2 separate regions of the Danio rerio genome follow, and region 2 is linked to region 1. The links are chromatin contacts, called in public Micro-C maps. All regions are on one chromosome and are shown on one strand. The core of a region is the stretch at or near the end of the contact, and the rest is flanking DNA. Distances in the headings are between cores, read along the strand shown. Region 1 holds the start of si:dkey-16j16.4. Region 2 overlaps babam2 (BRISC and BRCA1 A complex member 2).

What was found. A called contact is a pair of places that touch in the nucleus more often than the background predicts.
Region 2: a Micro-C map of caudal fin shows a contact between it and region 1, with 3 times the contacts expected there. The contact joins the enhancer-like site here to the promoter of si:dkey-16j16.4 in region 1. A contact is called at or near these places in 2 of 18 Hi-C or Micro-C datasets (caudal fin and an unstated tissue).

Annotation. Positions count from the first base shown.
Region 1 is chr17:44,263,449-44,269,056 of GRCz12tu, reverse strand. It overlaps si:dkey-16j16.4, which reads left to right and starts at 3,148. Exons shown (of 5, transcript XM_002665221.7): 1 at 3,148-3,746. The coding sequence starts at 3,678.
Region 2 is chr17:44,450,947-44,456,554 of GRCz12tu, reverse strand. The region is part of intron 4 of babam2 (BRISC and BRCA1 A complex member 2); the gene reads right to left. Among named protein-coding and RNA genes, the nearest start is that of babam2, 61 kb to the right of the region's middle. Within about 2 kb of position 2,779, at least 18 of the 62 cell types and tissues checked have an H3K27ac peak or open chromatin away from gene starts, as enhancers often do. A contact at or near this core is called in caudal fin, where this site is marked.

The sequences.
Region 1 (5,608 bases), core at 1,899-4,398:
ATTTACTTATTAGACTGCATTCTGCCCTACACCAACTCTACCACTTACAGGAAACTTTCTTTACTTTTTTTTTTTTTTTTAGGAAAATGGAGTAAACGCAGCCTGCTGTAAATTGGATTCTGCTTTGGTCTATTTTTTTTTTCAAAATTACACAATTTTAATAAATAATTTGTGAAAATACTTTGTTTCATTGTGAAATTTCTCTAACTTCATATCTATCCTGCACAATAATCCTGCTGGAACTGTATATTTTAATATACATGTAGGATTGTAATTTTTGCAGGAATAATCCATGCATAAATGTTGTTTCCTTCATAAAATTCCTACATGTATTCCTACAGGAAAATGAGCTGAAAATCTGCATAATACTCCTGCAGGATTCCATTTTTTTTTTTTTTTTTGGTAAGGGAATGTGTGTAAATTTATATTTATTCAGTTTTTAAATTAATTTCAGTACAATTATTGACTAATATAAAAATATTATTATTATTATTTTACAATACAGTTTGTAAAGTAATATTCTCTGTCTTTAAGTAGATACATTAGATCCGCTAAAAATGTCCACAGATTCTGTCTGGCCATACAAACAGCAATGTGCAACTCATTTCTTTTTTAAAAAGAGATTGTTCTCTAGTGGTCAAAATGTGTTCCTACATCTCCATTTTGTATATAGCAGACATATTAGCACTACAGTAGCCTGTCCCTGCTGAAAAATATATATTAATAGAAATAGAAAAATAGCCCAGGCTGGTTGGCTGGTTTTAGCTGGTTGACCAGCCTGGTTTTAGAGCGGTTTTGGCCATTTCCAGGCTGGAAAATGACCGGCCAAATCCAGCTTGATCAGCCTGGTTTAAACTGGATATAGCTGGTTTTGGCTGGACTCCCAGCTTGGCTTGGCTGGTCAAGCTGGTTTAAGCTGGTCATCTCCCAGCCTGACCAGCTAAGACCAGGCTGGAAATGGCTGGAAACCAGCCTGGAAGTGGCCAAAACCCCTCTAAAACCAGCCTGGTCGACCAGCTAAAACCGGCCAACCAGCCTAGGCTGGTTTAAGCTGGATTTTTCAGCAGGGGTACTTTAAAGCAGAAGCCACATGATCATAGTCCGTAGACCTATTTTCAACTAAAACTTACTTTACTTACTTATTTTCGTTATTGCTATAGAACTTTAGTTGCACAGACAAATCTAATTGTTTTCTGTTATAGGCCTATGGCCTATAGGCCTTGGCTATAGGCCAAGCAACGCCCATCGGCTCCATCAAGAAACATTTATTCATTCATTCATTCATTAATTTTCCTTCAGTTTAGTCCCTTTATTAATCTGGGGTCGCCACAGTAGAATGAATCGCCAACTTATCCAGCATATTTTTTATGCATTGAATGCCCTTCCAACCCAATACTGGAAAACATCCATACATACTCATACACTACAGCCAGTTTAGTTTATTCAATTCACCTATAGGTCATGTCTATGGACTGGAGAAAACACACGCAAACACGGGGAGAACATACAAACTCCACACAGAAATGCCAACGGACTCAGCTGGGAGTCTGGGACCAACGACCTTCTTGCTGTGAGGTGGCAGTGCTAAACACAGAGCCACCACGTCACCCTATTCTTTCACATTTTTCCCCCAACACTATGTTATTAGTTGCATTGTATGGTATATTATGTTTTTATTAGTGATCTGTCTTGACATTTAATTCAGCAAAGTTTTATATGTACAAAATTAATACATGTAGGTATGCTATAATAAAAAGTAACTATGACGAAGTGTTGAGCGGAGGGGTCATTAGTTATTAACTACTATATTTATTTATTTGTTTGCTTGCATTTTCAGAACCATGACAAAATTACAGCCATTTTAAAGACAAAATGACTACAAACAGTAAAAAAAACAAATAAAAATACTTAATTTATCTTTACTTTATTGCTATCAAAATAGTCTGGGTCTATAAACAACTGCCAGTGTGCGTTCCTTATTAGAACTTAATCAGCAAAGGTAAGTTTAGATAGTTTTTTTTATTTAAAATACATTTGTAGTAATATAAACAATAAATAAAAAGTATATACTGTACTGTATGTGTGTTTAGGTGGGCTTAGGGCAGCTGTCAAAAAAAAACAAGAAGGTTAAGCGACTTGAACTTGCTCAAGATGTCAGTACTGTAAACAGTGTGTGTGCATTCATGCGTGTGTGTGTGTGTGTGTGTGTGTGTGTGAATATTATCCCTTAATTAACTTAATTCGTTTTGTGGTATGTTATTTATCGACTATATATAGACATGGGACGATAACCGGTTACAAGGTTTACCATGGCTTTTTAATCAATTTTTTTAAGGTGCAATCTGTGGTTTTGAAACTAACGAAGATAGCAGAAATCAATGATTTATTTGACATGTTTATTGTTCCAAAATATTTTAAATCTTTTCTAAGATAAAATATATTGTGTTCAAGTTGTTGATGTTGTGTTTTACTCAAACATTTAAAAATAAAGTATTTTAGAGCAATAATCACAATAGTGATACCGTGATATTTTTATCCAAGGTTATCGTACCACCAGAAACTTATACCGGCCCATATGCTAATATATAAACATAAACATAAAGAAATTTTTGTCAAGTCTCATAACACCACACCAAAATACATGTTACTTCAGAAGTGTTTCTGGCCGGTTGACATATTTAAATAGCATCATATAAAGAAAATTACTCTTGCAAACTACAATACAATCAAAAGAACTAAAAAAGAATAATACTGTAGTACAAGGGTGTTCAATCTCGGTCTTGAAGGGCCGGTGTCCAGTAAAGTTTAGTTCCAATCCCATTTAGACACACATGGACTGGTTCAAGCTCTTACAAGGCTTTCTAGAAACATCCTTGCAGGTGTGTTGAGGCAAGTTTGAGCTAAAATCTTCAGGACACCGGCAATCCAGGACCGAGTTTGGCATGGAAGGCATTAAAATGAGCCTGTAAGCACAACTGCATCCATGAAAGTGCTCTTCGTGTGCCCAAAAACATGAGTTATTAAAAAGCTTTTCTTACCCCTTTAAGATATTACAGGCCCGCCTCATTCTAGAACGCAATGACATCAGTGGTTTAAGCAACCAATGAAAAAGCACGACGAGCATAAGATAGAGAGAGTAGTGTGTGTAGTGCGGATGCGTATGTGTGTGTGTGCGCGCGCGTGTGTGTGAGTGAGTGAGTGCGTTTGAAATTCTATAGAGACTTTTTATTTTAGTTATACACATTTCATCTTTCGTGTGTCGATTAAGATTGACTTTACACATCAATGGAATATAACAGCGTGTTTGATGAGTGATGTCACTGCCGCTGGACAACTCAACACGACACAGGACTTAAATAGTCATTTCTAATTAGTTTACCTTCGTCAGAGAAATGGATTTTCAGACCAATCGACGAGATTTTCTTTAAACTTGAACTTTAAAACCCGAAGCGGTCCCGCACGGATGTCTGGTGTTGTTTTGGCGCTGATGAACTCATGATATTTGTTTATTTGGGTTCCAGCACGAGTTTGTTTGCATGGAGCTGAACATCTCTGAATACACACATCATTATTGACTGTTCTTAGAAAGAGCTGATCAACTCAGGGCATGTGTCTCAGAGATGAATCTTTAATTTCTTGAAGTGATCTTAAACTGAGAGCAATCAAGGACAGGCAGAATGCTGAAGACCCTCACTAAAAAACTCAGAAGACACTCACTAAATGAGATCCACCCTTTTCAACTAAAGGTAAGCCAGAAAATAATTATATAAAACAATTTACTATGTTATAAAAAAAACTATGCATGTGAATTCACTGTAGTCACAATAATATGCCTTTCTAGGCCAAGATTCCTGTAGTGTAAATTAATATTTTTTACTTGGTATAGTTACAAATCTGGCCACATTTTTAAAATACAATGTCAATGTTTTTCTGCTTTTACATTAATAAGCGCAATATAATACTAATTAAATGATAACTTTTGTTGAACAAACAAACAACATGTAATAAACAGTTTATAGTACTGTATAAACATTATAAAATGAAGTGTTTCCACAAAGCTGCTGTATTGTGGCACATTGCATAGTCTTCCTATTTATCACATTCATGTACCATTGTTCTACTATTTGTTTGTCTATAGCTCAAGGTGGATTTGTTACAAGCACTAGAGACTGACTAGTTTAAAACTTACCCACTTATTTACACTGCTAGGCATATTTACCCAAGCTATCATCACACATACATTTCTTGTGAAACTGGGAGTTAACAAACATGAAAGACTTGCTTCAGAGACTATTGAAAAACAATAAACTACATTTAAAAATAATATATATATATATACATATATATATATATATATATATATATAATTACACACACAGGGCTTGGAAAACGAAACTAGTGTTGAAAGGCTCATGACTAAATGGCTAAACCAGTCTGGTGGCACATTGATTGCACATTCCACCAGTAAGAGCATAGTGTGAAGGTTTAATTAGCAATAGAACAGTCTTGCTTAAAATATTTCAATGCACACAACAATATGGGTGACTTATGAGTTCAAAGGAGACAAATTTGTGGTGTGTGTCTCGCTGGCACATTTGTGATGAAGTAAGCAAGTCTTTGTGATGTGAGCCACAGTATTCAGTGTAGGCATGGGCCGGTATAAGATTCTGACGGTATGTTAACCTTGGATAAAAATATCACGGTTTCATGGTTTTACGGTATTGTGATTTTTCGCTCTAAAATATATTATTTTTAATTGTCTGGGTAAAAGCAAACTCTTGTTTTATACAGTTCTTTTTATTAGCACATATATCTCACAAATGCAATGTTACATAAACAATGTTAAAGACAATGAGAGTGTCTCAATGTTTTAAAAGCTAAAATATAACATTTATACATAACATAAAATTATGCATAAAAACATAAAAACATGGAGAACTTTTTAACAAATGTCATTGTAATGATGTGAGGAAGAAAATTAAACCATTTTGCTAAGTAGTTAATCAATGTTAATTCTGTTAAACGTTTTTTTTCAGATGGATTTGTTGTTTGTACTGTGGCTATAGCTTTACATGGACCGTTTACATGAAAATTATGCTGTTGGAGCAGTAAACATGTCAGGCTGCTCTCTTCATTAGTTTCAAAAACACACATTTCTTTACAATTTAAAACAGCATCTTTTGGATTTTTTTTCTCTTTCTGCTGGCGATACTGTTTACCAATATTTTTTTTTTTTTACACATACCATAGAAATGGTATAGGTATGGTATATAAAATGTTGGCGGTTTTAAAACCTTGACTTTTCCAAACTGCGGTATACCTTGAAATTGGTTATCATCCCATGCGTAATTCAGTGTAATGTCAGCATACCACCAAGAAGCATGAACCACATCCAATAATAGTAACTAGATTAGGGCTGCAAGATAATCGAAAAATAATTGAAATTGACATTCAAAACCTATAATCGATCTAATTTTACCAAGTTGGTTTTATCGATTATTTTCCCGACTGTGTGTGAAGTCACGTGACCCCGCTCTGTTAAGGATGATTTACATTGATTCATGTCGAGAGTCTAGCGCAGCCTTCAAGCGGTCACATACCCACGCAC
Region 2 (5,608 bases), core at 1,530-4,029, 190 kb before region 1:
ATAATGTGCTTAATAATTGAACTTTCACACTTTGCGACTGGTTGATTTTTCATTGCTAAAAGAAGTATTGCATTATTTACAAACCATTTGTATTTAAGAGTAGTTGGAGGTTTTTAAGATCATTCAGAATGAGTTAGTAAATAATTAATAAAATAATGAAATTAACATTTATATATCTTATTATTTTTTCCAGAGATGGGTTGTGGCTGGAATGGCATCTGCTGTGTAAAAATGTGCTGGATGGGTTGGCGGTTCATTCCGCTGTGGTGACACCGGCTTAATAAAGGAACTAAGCTGACAAAAAAATGGATGAATGAATGAATATCTTATTATTCATGCATCTAGTAATGGTTACTATGTATGTTAATAAATGCTTTATTAACTCAACTTCATATAGTTTTGTGACGTAATCTAAAGTGAAGTCTATGTATGCTTCATTAATCCCTTATAAATGACAATTAAAGTCTCAGTATCAAATGAACAATACATCAATGCAATCTTATCTAAACAGTTAAATTACTGTCAAGTTTAAACATTGCTGAATAACAGGAATGTCAAAATGCTACAAAAAATTGGATTAAAAAAACAATATAATAATTTAACAATATAATAGGATGCAATATTTAAACTGTACAGTCATTTTATTTTAGATAAGGTTGCAAAGATTTGTTTTTTTATTTAATACAGTTTCATTTATGTATCTTTAAATGAACAGAAATGAATAAAGTCATTTATTTCTTTTTTTTTTCCTGTTTAGAATTTAACTGAGCCTTTACTTGTCATTTATGAGAGATGTATAAAGCATTATTAGTCCTCAAATTAGATTTAATTAAAAAACTGGATGAAGTTGAGTTAATAAAGCATTTATTAACATACAAATTAACTATTAGTTTACGCCTGAATAATAACATGAATGCTTATTTAAATAGTTTATTAATCATTTACTAACTCATTCTGAATCATCTTAAAAAACAATACTTAATTTAGTAATGAAAAATAAATCATTAACAAAGTATGAAAGTACAATTATTAAGCACATTCAGATGTTGTTTTAAGTCAAGAATAGAGCATTTGTAGCTGCAGTTATGAACGGCTTACTAGCGTTTTAATTCTTAACAAAGAATAATATCATTAATGCCAATGCTTAATAAATGATTCATAGCGTGTAGTTATTATGAAGTGTTACCAAAAACAATTCTAGCAACATTTTAGCTTATAGCTTTACTACATCTTCATCCAGGGCCGGAGTGGGACTCTTTTTTAGCCCTGGAGTTTCAAGCCTTAGACCGGCCCACCTCAGTTCACCACTGACACTTCTTAAAATAAGGTCATTTCCAATTCAGTTTCTAATTACACTATCAGGTCTTTTTTTTTTTTTTTGAGAAAACAGCTGTTTTAGAACTACAGATGTTCAACAACCCTTACAGTATTATATGTCTTAACAATAAAAATGAAAAAAAAAATCTTCGTAGACGGGGACCGCACTCTGGTTGGCCGCGTCGTAACCTAACGTGCTAACCACTGTACCACAACAGCTATTCAATAGAGGGTGGCTCATCTAGTTATATCATCATTAACCTGCAGGCTGCATCTTGCTCACGGGGCTACGAGAAAATAGGTAAAAAGAGCAGAGCTGCGGTAAAAAAAAATAAATTAGAAGGCTGTGGTCAAGTAAATAAATAAATTATATTTAAAAAGTGTGACTGCTGAGAGTAATAGATTGTGGAGCTAGGGACACCGGCCCTCGTGGCCAAAAAACGGACCGGCCCACCGGGAATTCTCCCGATCCTCCCGATTAGCCAATCCGGGCCTGTCTTCATCCCTACTAAAGGTGTCAATATGGCTAAAAAACACATCAGTATTTACTATAAATGACTAAAGTATATTTTTATGTGAGTGTCTGACAACTGAAAATAGATCATGGCAGCAGATATCGCAGCCTCTCTTACTATTTACCTTGCACTTTTACCCATTTGCCTAACATTTGCTACAACTCTAATGCCTAACTGTTAAATTGTTAAAATGACTATAATTAAATTAAACAAATCTTAAGATTCAAATATTTTATATTCTTTAAAAGAGTACTTGCTTTGTGATTCTGGCATTAAACTGTATAAAGAGTGGCATAAAAATAGTCTTAAAAAGTCAATAATATTGTTTATCGCAATACATTTTGATGCAATATATTGTACAACAAAAAAGAAATATTGTGACAGGCCTAGCATCTTCGAAGGTCTGAAGATTGGGAAAACATCTACAAGACTGGAGGCATGATACAACAATCTGTTTCCAAAATCCAACAACCCTTTGCTTATAAAGGAAACCTGAATGACATTGCAAAAGTATCATGTCAGTTCAACCACTCATTCGAATGCTTTTTGCAAATACTCAGTTGAAAAAAATGACCCAGAAAACAAACATCTGAGGCATTTAGCAGCTAAATTCCTGCCAGAAATGGTATGAGCCAGCTGATGATGACATAACCGCAGTGTTTCACACACATAAGCAGTCTCCATTAGCCTCTTATCAGTCATTGCTCTATTTTAAGATCTATCTGTTGCGATACCAGAAGGGCCAAAAGTCACAGCTATTTGGATGCCACGTCAATGGAAAAAGCAGGAGCAGAACTTGGAATGCTTAGAAAAGATGAAAACGAGGTCTTGTCTACCAGTCTGACCTCTGTCTGTCTAGTCCACTCATCTGTACGTCTTTCTGTAGATCAATCTAGGCAAGGAGAAAGATGTCATTGTGTTGGAGAGAGGGAAGGGCTCATCCTTTCTGCCGGCAGAGGAAGCTGTGGCAGGGGCAGGACGCTTACACAGCAATGACCTCATCGTCCTGGGCTGTCTACGGTTACCAGAAACAACAGCATTCCCGTAATGAGTGGGCGATGGAAAACAAGTTGGATATTGTTTAGGTTTGTTTTAGGATGAAGCAATGAACAGCCTGAGGAGAGTTAGGAAAAAGAAGAAGAATATGCTGTGTCAGAGGAAATGTGTTTGGATTTACACAGAGACTCTGAAGAGTCTTTGTCACTTTGCACTTTTCCAGACAATGTACAATCAAGTTGGTCACAAAATGGCGGATAATAAAACAAAAGTCCAATGCAGGTAACAGTGATGCAATATTGACACACTTTCTGAGTCACTCCCGAGTCCTGTCTGCCTGGAAATCAAGTCCTACGCAATGACAAGACAAAGCATTCTTTTAATCATACACAAGAAATTTGTAATATCTCATCTTTACGCAAGGTACATGAAAACTGACCTCATGGAAAGGTTATTATAATTCAGCAATAGTTTTAAACCCGCTGTGATTTCCTGCTTAGTTTAAATTAGTTTTGTTAGTATTATTACTTAGTTTTAATTTAGTTTTTATTTAACTAAACAAAATTAGTTCAGAAACTCAAAACCACATGAGTTGATGACAGAATTTCTATTTTTGGGTGAATGATTATGTATATGGGTGAACTATTAACTATTATTTAATATTATTAATTAATATTATCATTAATATTAATTAATAAAGTATTTAGGTAAACATGCCCAGTTTACATTTTTCACAAAACTTGTTTTATGTTTATATGGAAAATATGTTTCTGTATATATAATGTATATGTAGTCATGAGCTTGACTGAAAAGCACATCTACAGACACTTTCATAAACGGTCATGGGTCAGACTTTCCACCACAGAATGAGTGCTTATTAATTCTTAAAATGATTCTTATTTTTCTGAATTGTTCTTAGTTTTAGTTTTTCATTTATTGTACATTTTTATTTTATTTTAGTTAACTAAAATATATTTTTTTAAATAATAGTCTGAATTTTAGTTTTCATTTACTTAAATAACCTTGCCTTGTGGTATTAAATCCAACAATGAGACAATGAAAAGCATTTAAATAAGTGAATTTAAATAACAGATAGAAAAACTGCAAGATTTATTTGAGGGTTTTTATGTAAAAGCTTTATGTATTAAGGGACAATTCCCCCAAAATGTAAATTTTGCCATCATTTTTCAACTTTTGTTCCAAACCTCTTTGCATTTCCGTCTCCTTTTGAACACAAGACATTTTATTTACAGTGTGCTAGATATTATTGTCGAGCAAGTTATTGTCCTAGATCTTTAAGACAATTCTATGACTAATACTGTAATTGTCCAACAATTCAAAATCATTTTATGAGGGATTTGAGTGTGTTTTAAACCAGTGGTTCTCAACCTTACTTTGGGATCCACTTCTTTCTACGATCAATTTTTGGAGGCCCATCTCTCTGACATTTGCTCTAAAATGTTTGTATAAAATGCTCATTTAAACCTTTATTTATTGACAAATATTATATTATATTATATTATATTATATTATATTATATTATATTATATTATATTATATTATATTATATTATATTACATTATATTTAGTATATTATATGTAGTATATTATATTATATTATATTATATTATATTATATTATATTATATTATATTATATTATATCATAATATATTATATATATTCTAATATTTTCTATTATCAGCATTTTATAAAATATATATTTTATTTAAATTTAATTATATATAAAACTAGAACTATATTATATATAGTTTTATTATAATTTTTTTTTAAACAAAGACAGATTAAAAAAGGTCAACAGGAAGATCGCAAAAGACCAGCTTCTGCATTAAACTAGACTGACATAAATTATGATTATTCCCTATTAAATATATACTATTCAAAAATGTACAGACAAATGTAAAGTACAGTAAAACACCCTAAATCTGTTAAAACACATTAGCACATATAATCCGTAAACTCCACCCATTAAAATAACGGCTTGGTCTTTATACTGTAAAAATTATGACCATATTTAATTATTGATTGTTGGCCACAAATATCGTTATTGTGATAATAATACGATTAATTGTGCAGCCCTAGCTGATTGGTTATGTGTCATGCCCCATCCCTGAACACACACACCCCAAAGAAAGAGAGATCCTATGGCTATTAGAGACACAGCTAGCATTTAAACTACTTTAGTGTTCTTAATGATAGTAACACACATTTTATTGTCAGTAACGGCAATGGCGTAGTAACATGGAAACAGTAATTCAATTGAGTACTCGTTACTGAAAAAAGTAATGCCATTATTTAAAGTGCGGTTATTCCCACCACTGCTAAAAAGATACCTTAGCATCTCCTCCTTGAGAACCACTAGCGCATAGCAAATACGGTAAATAAAGTTTGCAAATAAAAATGAGGACAAAAAAGAAAATAAATGTGCAAAAATGGAGCACCATAACAAAGTCTTGAGGCTGAGCTATTTATTACTTATTTCTGTCTCCAAACTAAATCTGTCTTGTTTGTTGATGAAAGACGTCAATTTTGAAGCTGTCATCTGAAATTCAGAGATAAAAAATTGGGGTGCCGCTAATATTTAAGCACCTTACTATAATTTTAGAGCCACTGGCAATCAGCCCCAATAAACAGCAACAAACTTGAGCAGCAAATGATACAGAGGAAAAAAATATTTTGGGTATTAAATTAATCTGAGCTAGCGTCTAATTTGAGTCTGGGCAAGTGTTCAGTTTTCTTCATGAGAATCTAAATAGTGCCA